Regions from separate parts of the Arabidopsis thaliana genome. Here region 2 is linked to region 1. Evidence: chromatin contacts called from public capture Hi-C data. All regions are on one chromosome and are shown on one strand. Each heading gives the region's core, a stretch centred on a gene start, on an enhancer-like site or on the middle of the called end of the contact. The rest is flanking DNA. Distances are from core to core; before and after follow the strand shown.

Evidence for each region. Capture Hi-C pulls out chosen DNA fragments and counts their contacts.
Region 2: a capture Hi-C map of seedling shows a contact between it and region 1, with 1.8 times the contacts expected there. The contact joins the promoter of AT2G32580 here to the promoter of RAD50 in region 1.

What each region holds. Positions count from the first base shown.
Region 1 is chr2:13,596,232-13,602,722 of TAIR10.1, reverse strand. RAD50 (DNA repair-recombination protein (RAD50)) reads right to left here and starts at 2,292. Exons shown (of 27, transcript NM_128757.4): 1 at 1,944-2,292; 2 at 1,761-1,847; 3 at 1,462-1,629; 4 at 970-1,145; 5 at 741-855; 6 at 289-517; 7 at 1-107. The coding sequence starts at 2,066. GSL03 (glucan synthase-like 3) reads right to left here. Exons shown (of 43, transcript NM_179847.3): 31 at 6,277-6,402; 32 at 6,124-6,192; 33 at 5,847-6,036; 34 at 5,600-5,759; 35 at 5,272-5,391; 36 at 5,053-5,171; 37 at 4,877-4,960; 38 at 4,686-4,798; 39 at 4,363-4,592; 40 at 3,465-4,265; 41 at 3,329-3,379; 42 at 3,025-3,210; 43 at 2,293-2,905. The coding sequence ends at 2,657.
Region 2 is chr2:13,824,483-13,830,973 of TAIR10.1, reverse strand. AT2G32580 (transmembrane protein, putative (DUF1068)) reads right to left here and starts at 3,549. Exons shown (of 3, transcript NM_128817.5): 1 at 2,945-3,549; 2 at 2,298-2,321; 3 at 1,657-2,185. The coding sequence starts at 3,125. The coding sequence ends at 1,839. AT2G32560 (F-box family protein) reads right to left here and starts at 6,311. Exons shown (of 5, transcript NM_179860.2): 1 at 5,558-6,311; 2 at 5,391-5,470; 3 at 5,129-5,307; 4 at 4,974-5,048; 5 at 3,714-4,397. The coding sequence starts at 6,154. The coding sequence ends at 4,213. It overlaps EMB2795 (condensin complex subunit), which reads left to right. Exons shown (of 13, transcript NM_128818.3): 8 at 1-31; 9 at 128-384; 10 at 502-532; 11 at 738-892; 12 at 1,009-1,119; 13 at 1,348-1,684. The coding sequence ends at 1,554. It also overlaps AT2G00860.

The sequences.
Region 1 (6,491 bases), core at 1,043-3,542:
AGTTTCTGTGTCAACCATCTCTCTCTCCATTTTTCGAATTTTGGTCCCCAAAAGAGCAAGTCTTTCTTCAAACTTGCTTTTCCATTCTTTCAATTCTTCAATAGTATCTGAACAACAAATATTACAAGCACCAACAAATTTAATCTACGTGAAGAAATAACAAAATGTGAGATACCTTTACAGAAAGGCAAAAGTAAATTCATACAAATGCAGGGACTCAATCTGTAAAACGGACAGACTACTAAAAGGCAGAAAGGACCTTAACATTGTGATAGTAAAAGAGAAAACCTTCATTTTCCTCAGGTAATGCTGCATACTGTCTCTGCTGCTCCTTAAACAAGGTGCTCCTTTCCGCAGTTTTTATTGATACTTGGTCCTGGAGCTTTCTCAGATCTTTTAACATCATTTCCTTATTATGAACTTCAGCATCAACTTTCTGAACACTGGTTTCCAGTTCCAACATCTGAACTTTTGAAGATTCTGTCCTTTCTTGATCTTGAGCAATGCTCTCACGAAGCTGTATAGGAATTATCATGGCATAAGAATAGCCCACACAACCTAAGAAATGCATACCATATGTATACAATACTCTATAATTACTTTCAGAATTAAAACAATCGACGTTAGTGTTAATTTTGTTCCTTTGACTTAACAAAAAAAAAATTATGCGTGAGAGACCAGGGTCGGATACTGAAAAAGAAAAGAAAAATCAATGTCAAACAAGTTAAAGTCTAACATACCTTATAAGCTGCGTCTTTCAAGGTCTGCAGATTTTCCAATTTTAACTTGAAAGTTTTTATCTCCTGAGCTTGATCCTTGTGAAGTTTCTTAATAACTTCCAGAGCCTTTGTATATCTGTTTCATGTTAAACACACATGTTACATTTTCTGGGATTCGGTTTCTTCTACAACAAAATACAGCAAGGAACTGATGATTTAAGAGAAATGTTGGTGGTGAGCCAGAAACTACCTGGTGGCTGAGAAAATATCATCAAACTTCTTTTTCAAAGTAGAAGGATCTTGCAGTGGCCAGTTAGACTCATCCTGATGCACAAATATGACGTTTTCTAAAATAGCTTTTGACACACCCATCAAAGCTGGTATCTCCCTATCCATGTCAGCGCATCTGTAGCTGAGACATACTTTCTGCAATTTGACAATGTATGTGGACAAAATAAGAAAGAGAAATGATCTAGATGGAACTCATGCAAAAAAATGGAGGAATAAATAACAAAACAACATTAGAAACTCCAATGAGGCTGTGCGTTAAGACTTTCTTCACAAAAACAAGGTATCAAATCATTCTATATGCAGACAAAACAAACGTTGTAACTTGTAGGGAATATAGATAGTCTAACACTTAGCTCGAGACCTTCAAACCAAAATCAAGATACTAATACATAGCTAAAAAAAGGGAGAGAAGAAACCAAATGAAAGATTAATAACAAGAGATAAGTGCAACCTCTCCAGTGTGAGGATTAATGGTTTGAAGCACACTCTCAATAGCCTTGTACTCCATCTTTGAAGCCTTTTGCGTCAACTGAAATGACCTTATACATACCACATCCTTCCCTGCAGCTGTCTTGAATCTCAGCTTTATTTGTGCTTTTGTCTCCGTTTCTCCAGCAACCTATATAGTAGGAACCAATGAAATTTCAATCTGAATACTACTATAAGGCGAAATCGAATCCTGAATTCCACATTCATCAACAACAGAAACATGAAATTAGGTAAGAATTGAGAATCTAACTAGAGACTTACCTTAGGGTCATGAATGAAGCTATGACCAGACCTCGCGTTCGGTGGCAACTCTCCGGTACAAGACACCTTTAAACACTCTATAATCGTCTGCAAAAATCACGAAATAGCCACAAACTTTTCAATTACGGAGGCGAAGAAATGGGAGTGAACTGAGGAGAAGAGAAAAGGTTTAAGGAACTTTACAGTTTTTCCGGCTCCGTTAGCGCCGACGATTAGGGTTAAAGGTCTGAAGAAAGTAACAACGTTCTTATTTTCTGGGTCGAAGCTTCTTATACCCTTGATCAACATTTTATCGACCGTACTCATCTTTTACCTTCAGCGATTACAGATATGAAAAAGTGGAGGTGATAAGTTACGGAGAAAATTTTGGTGACACAGGAAGGTTAAACCCATAAACGAGAAGGGTTTTGCGGGAAAATCATGAAAACTCGACAATGGAAGAAGAAGGAACTGGAAATTGGAAAAAGAAGACGAATTGAATCGCGAGAGACCGGTTTATAAACAGAATCGAATTGAACCGGTGTAGTATTCGATTGAGAACCTCCGGTCGTATACAGTTTCTTCCTTTTGGGGTTAGATTAGAAGCGTACTAAAATATTTTGAGTATTTTGAAAACAACTACAATTTCAGGGACTTATCTTTTATTTAATACAAAATAGAACCAATGCAATCAAAAGTCAAAACCTTGCCAAACCGATCTACACTATCGCTATTTCCTTAAACCGAAGATTTAAGAACCAAGTAAGCCGAACCGAAACAAAATCAAAATCCGGAATACACAACTCCTAAAGAACCATAGATTACTTTGTAAGAACGTAGTAAAAGAGGCATAATTGTCTTCAATAGTATTAAACTATATACATGTGTAACTGTTCTCTGCTTATATGATTTTTGTTTCACTCCTTGTTCTTGGAAGAGCGGTCTTTTCTCTGACCACCAAGAATACGTGAAATCTGCAATCCTCTGCTAAATGCTTGGTTAAAGAGCATTCTTGTCTGAAACTCAGACACGAACGGGAACCAAGCCAGGAACGCTACCGGAGTGAACAAAAGTAAACCCATGAGAATCTCATAGCCTCGAGCCAGCGTCCTAACCGATGACCAGAATCCTAGCCGTTGAATCAGAGGCTTACACGCTTGTGCAATCTTGAAAAGAAAAGAGAGAATGTTTTGAATGAATTGCAGCAACTATCTCAGAAACAAGACAAACACAAAGACGTATTAAAAACAATTTGGAGGAGTTTAATGGAGGAATGAGAACTTACGAGTAACATTCCCCAACCGGTTGGCATGAAAGCGAGCATACAAAGGAAGATGTCCTTGGGTGTTAAAAAACGAAGAGCTAAGAAAGTAATGAGAAGTCCAAGAAATGTGAGGAACACAAAACCCTTGATGATCCTGAAGAGAAGCTGGAAGTTTGTGCTGAACCGTTGTCTTCCCACACCCAGACCCTGTGATTAGTTACATTCAGTTTAGTAAACAACCTTGATCGATTAAAAGATTGTTGGTATCTCATACTTAAGAAACCCAAAATGTGAATGAATATGTTCATGGTGATAGTTATCATACCTTTACAATAAGTAAAATGAATAAGATCACGAACCATGAAGCTCCATAAATCTGTGAAACATTGAGAATCAATTTATTAAAAACCAAGAGAATTCGAAAACAAGAAGAGCAACATGAGATGGGTAAGAGCTCTCACCCACAAACTTTGATTTTCCTGTTTAAAGGTGCTGAGTTGATAAACCAGTCCGTACTGAAAGATGAAGAAGCGTAAAGCCAAAACAATCTCGAGGATGATACCCCGTTTTCCCGAGTGTCGAAGATGTCCTATTTCCTTCTCCCACCAAGACTCCCAACTCTTTTCTGGAGGAACACCAATTCCCCCTCGGTTATATATCCATTTATTCCAATCTGTCCAATCATCTACGATCTTTTGCCACTCGAAACCAGAGGGATTGAACAGGAAAGGAGCAAAGAGCCAAGTCACCACCATGAACCATATCGAAACAGTGATCAGAATATATGTAACAACTCCTCTATAGGCATGGCCAAATATCTGATACACTAGCAGGAGTATCATCAGCTCAATACCCTTCACAAAATGACTGCGCGAGTAGAATCTGTAGTTTTCAGCAAATTTGGCATGGAACACCACAAAACCACGCCCAGTGCCTCTGTATTCTGCGCCGCCATGAAACAATGTTCGACCATAGTAATGAGTTTTTGTCCCCAGTTGGAACGTGAAAAACACGGAAGCGAGTTGTAACTGCATCAGTACAAAATCAATTAGGGCGTTATGGAATCCCCTCTCAAGACCTATCTCCATCATCATAGGTAAGGCCATCAAGAAACCAATCTGCACAAATGATTGAGAAGCAAGTGCAGCTTGAAGAGGCATGTTGGATCGAAAAGCTTTCTGGTTGCTCAATCCTTCTTCAAGACCACTAAGAACGAGATACAGCCGTCCATATAGAAATACATAGACCGTAAGCACGGTTAACTGTAAGAAAGACACAGATAATGTTTCAGACTGAGATAAACTTCCCATGTATCATACTGATCGTGAGATAAGATAAAGAAAAAGGAATATGACCTACCATAGTACTGAAGTAGAACCCAATTGTAGTGAAATAACAAGAAAGCATGCGGAAGAAATCAAATCGGTGCCCCAGCCTATATAGGTCACGGCTTAGAGTTTGCTCCCCATTTCCGTTAGCGATCTTTGCCTCAAACATTGAAATCTGGTTGAGTCCTACATCTCTCCCTTTACCAACTTGTATGTATTCATGATGAGTCACATTGCCTTCACGAAGAGTAGAGTTGAAACCTGAAAATAGCGAAGGTATGAGAGAACGAAACAAAAACGTATGGAAACAGATCATAATATGTGTCACCGGAGAAAAGGCGATGAAGCAAGTACCAGCAAATATGTCTTCACTTAGATTGATAACTTTAGAAGCTTTGCAGACACCACCTCTGGTAAGGTGAAACAGTCGATCAAAAACATCTGGATGACCGTAATGGAATCGTACCCTGGAGGAGTCAAAATGAAAGTTACAAATCCAGGTCTCCCTTCATAGAATTCCACCACGAGATGTAAAAAAAACTTACTTCAAGGGGCTAGCTAGCACCCTCTGCCCAATAGTAACAAAGCTGTTTTCCTGATTCGACATAAACCATGCAAGAGAAGAAACACTGCCACAAGAAACGAGACGAGTAGGATATCATTTTGTGCACCAAGATCAAATTGACTGTCTAAATGGCAGTACAAGATTGTACTATTTTACCTTCCCGTGAAAATATGCTCTCTAAGTCCAAGTATTGTAGGGGTTCTTACGCCTCCATGCTTAACAAGAAATTCTTGAAGCAAGTTCCTCATTTTGAAAGCTTCCTCCATGTAATTGTCCTGTTTATCGAATGTTTGAATCAACATTTTAACTACCGGCATAAAGTGATTAACTAGGACATTCAGCCCAGAAAAAAATGAAAAAGTTAATAGGGCGCACCTGGTTCATGTCTATTGTCTGTAACCCTTCTCCGCGAGTAAAAATGATAGAATGGTTCTGATTCTCTGGCTTCCCCTCTCCTAGTATTGCAGGTCCTGGTAGCTTAATCCGGTATATGACCTGCAGGAAGAAATATAAACTTAAGTCCCCAAAACTAGAACAACGATATGGCCACAAATGAAAAAAGAGAAGACACACACACACAAAAATCAGCAACAAGAATAAAGATTGAAAAATCCTCATATGCTTATACTCTAGAGCCTCGCTTACAGAAATAACTGAGCACCAAAGTTTAAAGTATTCTAGAGCATTATTTTAACTTTTGTACCTGGTCTAGTGTTTGCACAGATTCAGAAGAATCCATAGATTTGGTCTGCGGAGCAGCTTTGACAAGGGCTGAGTAGTAAATTTTTTCGTCTGCCCCTTTATAGCTTTCTTTATGTGTTTGCTCAACCTCGTCAATATAAGCAACACGTAGAGACGGGTACCTGTCACAGAGAAATAGTAAGGTTAACTAATGCATATAAGAAAGACATAACAGATCTATTGAAGAATTATGATGAGAGAAGACATACGTAGTCATAAGCCTCAATATGTCCTTCGCACGTTGGTCACCGGATCTCTTCTGAACACTGTATTGTTGGCATGAAACCACAAAGGTAAATTTCATGTCAGCAAGTGCTTGACACTGAGCCCAGAGCGACGTTCCACTCTTCGATGCGTCTTCACTAGTTAACTCGAGAGCCTTGTACCCTTTCATTAATTCTTAAAACAAAACAAAACAAAAGCAGTTTTAGGAATGTTTTCACAGTTTCTATAAATAAAAGAATCATAACAATGCCTGGTAAGCACCTTCATCCTTTGCCATATCAAGGAAGGCCTGGAGCTCCAAAGCCTTTCGGTAATACATCATGCCTCGCACTGGTTGATTAAAATCAGAAAAATCCTACAGCTAAAACGTGAAGCAGAGTGTTTCTTTGAGAAAGGAAATGAAAAGCCACATACCAGTTTTGGTCAGTGTTTGGCCTCTGTAAGATGCCCACAGACGAAGTTCCTCTTCCAACTCTTCTCTTGCTCTGAGTTCTTCTTCGCTGCCACATTTCACGCGTTCCAAAAAGTTTGTCCACTCATCTGAGGTAAACCACCGAGTCAGTTTATGGAATAGAAATTCAGAGGACAATAGTAGTGGCACAAGACCATTTGGAGACAGAAGAAAAAGT
Region 2 (6,491 bases), core at 2,300-4,799, 230 kb before region 1:
CCTGATCACTGGAAGTATCGAAAAACAAAAGGTATGCGCTTATATCTCTGATTTCAAGAAATAACATAAGTCCTCTTAGTTTTCGATTTTCTTCTGAGGGTTTACATTCTCTGAACTCTTTTTGCAGGTCCAGATGTTCAACCTGCTTCAGAAATTAAATCCTCTCCACCAGCGAAGAAAACCAGGAAAAAGAAGCAAGCAGAGCCTGAACTAGATTTTGCAAAAGCTTTGGAGGAAGAAATGCCTGATATTTTTGCCCCTCCAAAAAACCCAAAGACTTTACTTCTCCCAGCAAGTAGAACCCCTTGTCAAACGAAGCTTCCAGAGGATTGCCATTATCAACCTGAGAATCTAATAAAGCTATTTCTACTACCGAATGTGATGGTATGGCTTGCCAAACACAGACCAAGTCACTAGTTTGCTATTATTTCTGTGTTTTTTTATCTTTTCTTTTCCATTTTGTGTCATCTTTTCTGAATTTACTCTCCTGAATGATAACAGTGCCTTGGGAGGAGGAGAAGAAAAAACTCAGGTAACACTTCCAGTCATTAAGAAAATCATCACTTGTTGGTATCCGTGGCGGTTTATGAGGCGTATAACAGTGTCTTTGTTTTCTTTACTGATATTAAATTTCCGTAACAAAGGAAATGGTTTCAACAATTTACCACTAAATCTGTATTGGGTTTCTGAAAAAAAAATATTTATGTTACACTTGTTTTGTTATGTGCATATTCCAGGTGAAACTTCAAGACAGCAGCCTGATGATTATGAACATGGGGAATCCTGGGGAAATGATAATGTTTATGATGATGATGATGGCCCATTCGATGATAATGAAAATGATCAAAGTGATGCAGAGGATACCAACACATTAATCTCTCAGCCACGCCAGGTATGATAGATTGATCTGCATATGGTTACAGCATTACAAATCATTTTAAAAGGCTGTAGCTATCTATCTTAGGAATGAAACATTGTTGTAATTATCCTACACAACTCATGCTTTAGGTCAACAAAATTGATGTCCAATACGATAAAGCTTCAAAACAAGTTGATGTGCAAGTGCTAAAGGAAACTCTTTGGGAGTGTCTTCAGGAATCTCATCAACCTCCAATTCAGGTTAACCAATATACTCTGATTATCTCTCTTATGATTTACATGACTCATTCGTGTACTTCACATCAGCCAAGTTTTGTCAACATACAATCTAGAATTCCACACACATACATTCCTGTTTAGTGCAGTGCACCTTTTTCTTATGGTTCCATGCCGAAACTAACCCAAGGATGGCTTTTCCTTCTTTTCTGCCCATTACTGTGATGATATTAACAGAATCTGATTGTGCAGGATGAGGAACATCAACAAGAACCACCTGAAAGTAGATCTTTCAAAGTGCTATTGGCTAGCTTCCCAGATGATTGCCAAGCAGCCGAGAGAACCCAAGACATCTCACCACATCTATGTTTCATCTGCTTGCTGCATTTGGCGAACGAGCACAATCTCAGCCTCATTGGTTCTCAAAACTTGGATGATCTAACAATACACCTTGCCTGAAAGAAAAGTGAAGATAGACCAAAAGGAGAAGCCGAGTGTTTAGAGAGTGCCTTTGTGCTCATCACTATGCCTAATAAGTATGTTGTAGTTCAATGTAATGACTTGATTGTGTTGTAACTTTGTTCAAAATCCACTAATCCTTTGTTGTTTTGGTTACATGTTTTCATTCCATCTGATTGATTTATCTCCATCAGAAAACTTAAATACAATAGTATGAATCAAATTCACAGATACACTGAAACTTTTCTTTCGTGTGATAAGAAATCAAAACCTTTGGTGTGTCCTTAAGCAACCTCAGTGCCGCTTTTGGATTTAACAGTTGACTTGGTGGCTCCATCTTTGTATCCTTTCTGACGAGCTCTCTGTTCCCACATAGAAGTCAGCTTCTTCTGCTCCACAAGTGCTTTCTCCGCCTTCTCTCTTGCTTCTTCACAAGTCTCCATACCCGAGTTACACTTATCTGCCTCCTTTTGGTAAGATGATGTTATCTTCTTGGCCTCTAGCAGACCCGTGTCTACTCGTTTGTGTTTCTCCATCGATGCTGCTTCACGCTGCTTCAGTTCCTCTGTTAAAAGTTCAGCGTAGTTCTTCTCTGTGTCTTCGTTCACCTCTGGATCACGCTTTGCACAATCTGCGCATCAAAAGACAAGATGTTCTTAAAAGACTCATTTACTAAAAACATAGTCAAGAGTTTTCTTCCGGGAACTCTTTAACTGATGAATCCAATTGACAGAGAAACTCACCAGTGAATGAACCATTGCTGAGTCCTGCAGCAATATGAAAACAAGTAAAAAGAGTTAGGCTTTTTATTTTTGGTATCATCCGAAAAATACACATATAGTAGATAAAGAAGTTTGTAGATAGTAAAGAAGCAATGATCACAAGGCATTGTGGACAACCATATCAACCTCCATGAATTCATTAAGAGTGAATCACATACATGGATAAAGATAAAGATAAACACAGAGTAAACCACATACACTGCTATTAGAAGTCACAATGACCAGAACAAGTAAACCAGAAGCTAAATCACAACACAAGTCAGATCTCAAAGACTCAAACTTGGTGTTTAAACAAGAACAGCAGCCTGCAAACTTCAAATCTCCATGACCAAAAACTATAGCTTCAGATATACTTATCAAACCAAATAATCAGAGAAACAAAACAATTCTTGTAGATCTACACAATTCTTGTCTATCTATCTGCATAGAGATTCAAACTCAAAATCCCTCATCAAGCTAAAGCATGCAATCTGGCAACTCAATCACCAACTACTACTAAACAATACCAAATATGAAAAAGGTACTAAATTTGCTCTCGTTGTCTCAGGGAAAATGAATAAACTTTAGAGCCGATCAAGCAAGATCCAATAAAGGGAAATAGTGATTACCAGTTGGGATGGTGAGAAGAGGCAACGAAGAGCAATCACAGACGCAAGCAGAGCAAGAAGTGGCTGAAACGGCTAAGGCTTCCGTGAGGTGCCAGTAGAGCGGTGGACCAAGTATGTAGCCAATCATGCTGAGGGCCAGTAAAGCTAGTCCCACCTTCAACGCTGCCGTGTGCTTCGCCATTCGAGATCCGCTGATCTGGGTTTTTACAAAAGATTCCAAATTTGAGCTGTTGCAGTAAGGAGAATTGGATTTGAGTCTCTCTGATGGAGAGTATGGACTCTTGCACTCAGATTATGGTGTCGGTGGAGATTCAACTGAATGGTTTTCTATACTTAGGTATGGGACCAATAAAACAAAGTGTAAGTTGAGACTTGAGTTAATGGGTGGACTCTTTTTACTCGGTGATGTTTTTGACTTACAGATACTAATTTTCTAACTACGTTGAATCCCGAAGCTGTGTAGAGACATATCTATGACTTTATGTATTGACTATTGAGGATGTGTCTAAGGAGGATCCTCCTTATAGCGTTACAAAAGTGCTACTTATTAGATAACGTTAGGCGATGGAATTGCTACTTTGTTGCAAGGAAAATATGACTACAGGAATCTTTCTTCTCAAGAAGATGAGAATCTTTAGTTTGGGTTTATTGAGAGTGGAGCAACTAATGCTGCAATGGTAAGCTTCTTTTTTTGTCTCTTCTTCTGATTAGGATTCTGACTTTCAAATACAATCCTTCCCAGGAGCAGCGACATGTTCATTTGATGCAAACCCAACAGGTGGTTTCAATGTTTCTGTCTCCACAGATGATTTGTTTGGCAATGATACTGATGAGGTGCAGAAGAAAAAAAGACTCAAGATAGGAATGAGGAACAGACAATGGGCAGTATGAAACTTTGTCTTTGGATACTGATTGTGACAAAGGTGTATTTCTAAATAGGGCATGTAAAAAAATTCAGAGGAGATCAGAAGGTGTAGCAGAAAACCTGAAACTCTGGGAGAGCTTGACATAGCAAGCGGCAACAAGATCAAAACCAAAATGCTCTTTGAGTATTCAAATCAATTGTATTAAGTTTTCCCTATACAACACAATATTTCTCAAATCGAAGTGACACAATAATTTCACGTATAGACTTTATTCCCAACAAATAATTCACGATCAACCATACATTGGATAAAAGAGAATAGACGTCTAAATTTAACAACCTACTCTCAGTATAGTGATGTGTAATATCTTTCCCCATGTGTTTAAGCAAAGCTTCTTTAATGCTATTCCAAGATGGAGCAAGGCCAGTGACGTTTCCACATTGCAATCTCTTCTTTACAATTTAGCTTTCGGATTCCTCCATAGAACCCGTCTTCTTCGTTACCTTCCTCTTTATGATCTCTCATGATCATCGTTCTTCTCCACCTTGATCCGACTGTGTACTGGTTGAATTCCAACACTACCGTCTCTGTTTTTACCATTCATCAACACTTGACAATTTAGTACAACATGTGAATGCAAAAACTCGTTTAACACATTATCAGTAGACAAAGGTTAAATCAAGATGCAAGTGGGCAGAGAGAAATCCCAAAAATTATCTATTTCGATGTGATTTCTACTTTTATGTGGTCATGCAATGTGCCAGCAAAATGATAAAAATAAGAGATTTTTTTGGAGTGATAAAGAGACAGAATCATTGTTGAGCCCCACACCCATTAGTAATGCAAATTCCAACGATGAGGACATAAGTGGAGGTTTCAACATCAACTGAAGACACACATTTATCAAAATGTCAAGGAAAATCAAGACATATCATCACATTATCATCATCATTTGTCGTTTTGGGACCAATCTTAACAAGAAAAGGCATTGCTTGAATTGGCTCTCTTCAATGTTCACCCTTTTCAACTATGTTTTGGGAATTTAATGGACTTTATGAGCTGAGACAATGAGTAATGCATAGAATATGACAGCCAATTTTAAAACAACCAACCAAGACTCCATTTTTTAACCACAGAAGATGAAGATGAAGATGAGAACTCACCACTAAGATGGCAATGGCAATGGTTATGATCTCCATCACAGGATTCCAAGTGGCGAACAAGACCATACCACCATCCTACACAACAACATCACACAAGCTTTTTTCAGAATCAGATTGCAAGTTCAAACCAAAAGCATCATATTATTATTATTTACCATATGGGAACTCTTTGTTCCTTCTCCACTGGATTTCGATGTGATCTCCAGGTTTCAACTCTTTTAAAGAATCTGATACATGGAGAAGATGAGGTGATGCATCAATGGGAGCTGCTCTTATTCTATCCCATGTCACACCCTTTTCAATCGCAGATGCTCGTCTACCATGTGGTGGATACCTAAACTCCCCAATAAACGTAAACTTATGATGAGAAATAAGAAAATTTGTTAGCGTCAAATGTGGACATTAGATATTTTATACCTGGCTTGGAACGTATCCGTGTGAGTATCATAGCTGAGCTCCGCATCATAGCATGACAACATGAACCCTACATGTCCATTCTGCTCTTTCACCAAAAAAAAGCCTCTTAGTACTTTAATCAAATCCATAAAGCAAAAATGGAGCAACTATGTTTATGAAATGATTACCTCACGGTTGTAAACTTGAGCTGGGAACCAAAAACGACCTGTTTCAAGGGAGAGGTAGCAGCTCATGCTGGAATCAAGTGGCAGAGAAGATGCATATCCCCTCCTTTGTTTATCCTCTCGGAAAACGGATGAAAGAGATCGGATCAGAGAGATGATTTTGGCAAAACCAAGATTCCCAGTTTGATGATGAGGAGAATCAAGATGATATGTGGAAGAGGAGATATAGCATTGCCACTCTCTGTGAGCAGCAGGGCCAAGGATTTTGCCCCATTTGGTCTTCAAATGTTTCTCCCATAGATGATCACTAACACATCTCTCCCTCAAGGAGCTACAAACCCTAGCCATGCTGCAGAGTCCAGAGGGTGGAAGAAGGTCAAGAATGCAGTCAAGAGCCAGCTCAGGGAGGTCAAGAACCGACATTTGGTCGATCACCGGAGAGGCTGGATCGTGTTTGGTCTGATGTAGGGTGTTCATAAAGGGATTCTTGATGAAGTAGAAGGAGAGCAAGGTTTTGGTTTCAGATGCCCATGGAGGAAGAGAAAGAGATTTGGTAAAGAAAAAGAAAGAGAGACAAGTGATGAGAAAGTAGAGAAGCATTTAGACAGTATTATTGTGCTGCCTTTTTGATTTCTTGTTTCTGAGAGTATAAATAAAAGAAGAGGATAGATGGATAGCCAATTGGAATTGGAGGATCACCTAACCAACTCATGGACACAATAAAATATTCTTTATCTCTCTCTCTCTCTCTCTCTCTCTCTCTCTCTCTCTCTCTCTCTCTCTCTCTCTCTCTCTCTCTCTCTCTCTCTCTCTTGTTTTGGAACTTGAAATTGAATGAAGTTGCCAAGTTGTTAAAATCAAGAGAGAGAGAGTGTGTTGGACCCACAAAAACCCAGATTACAGGAAAGAAAATGCCTTAGAAACAAAGCCTAAATTG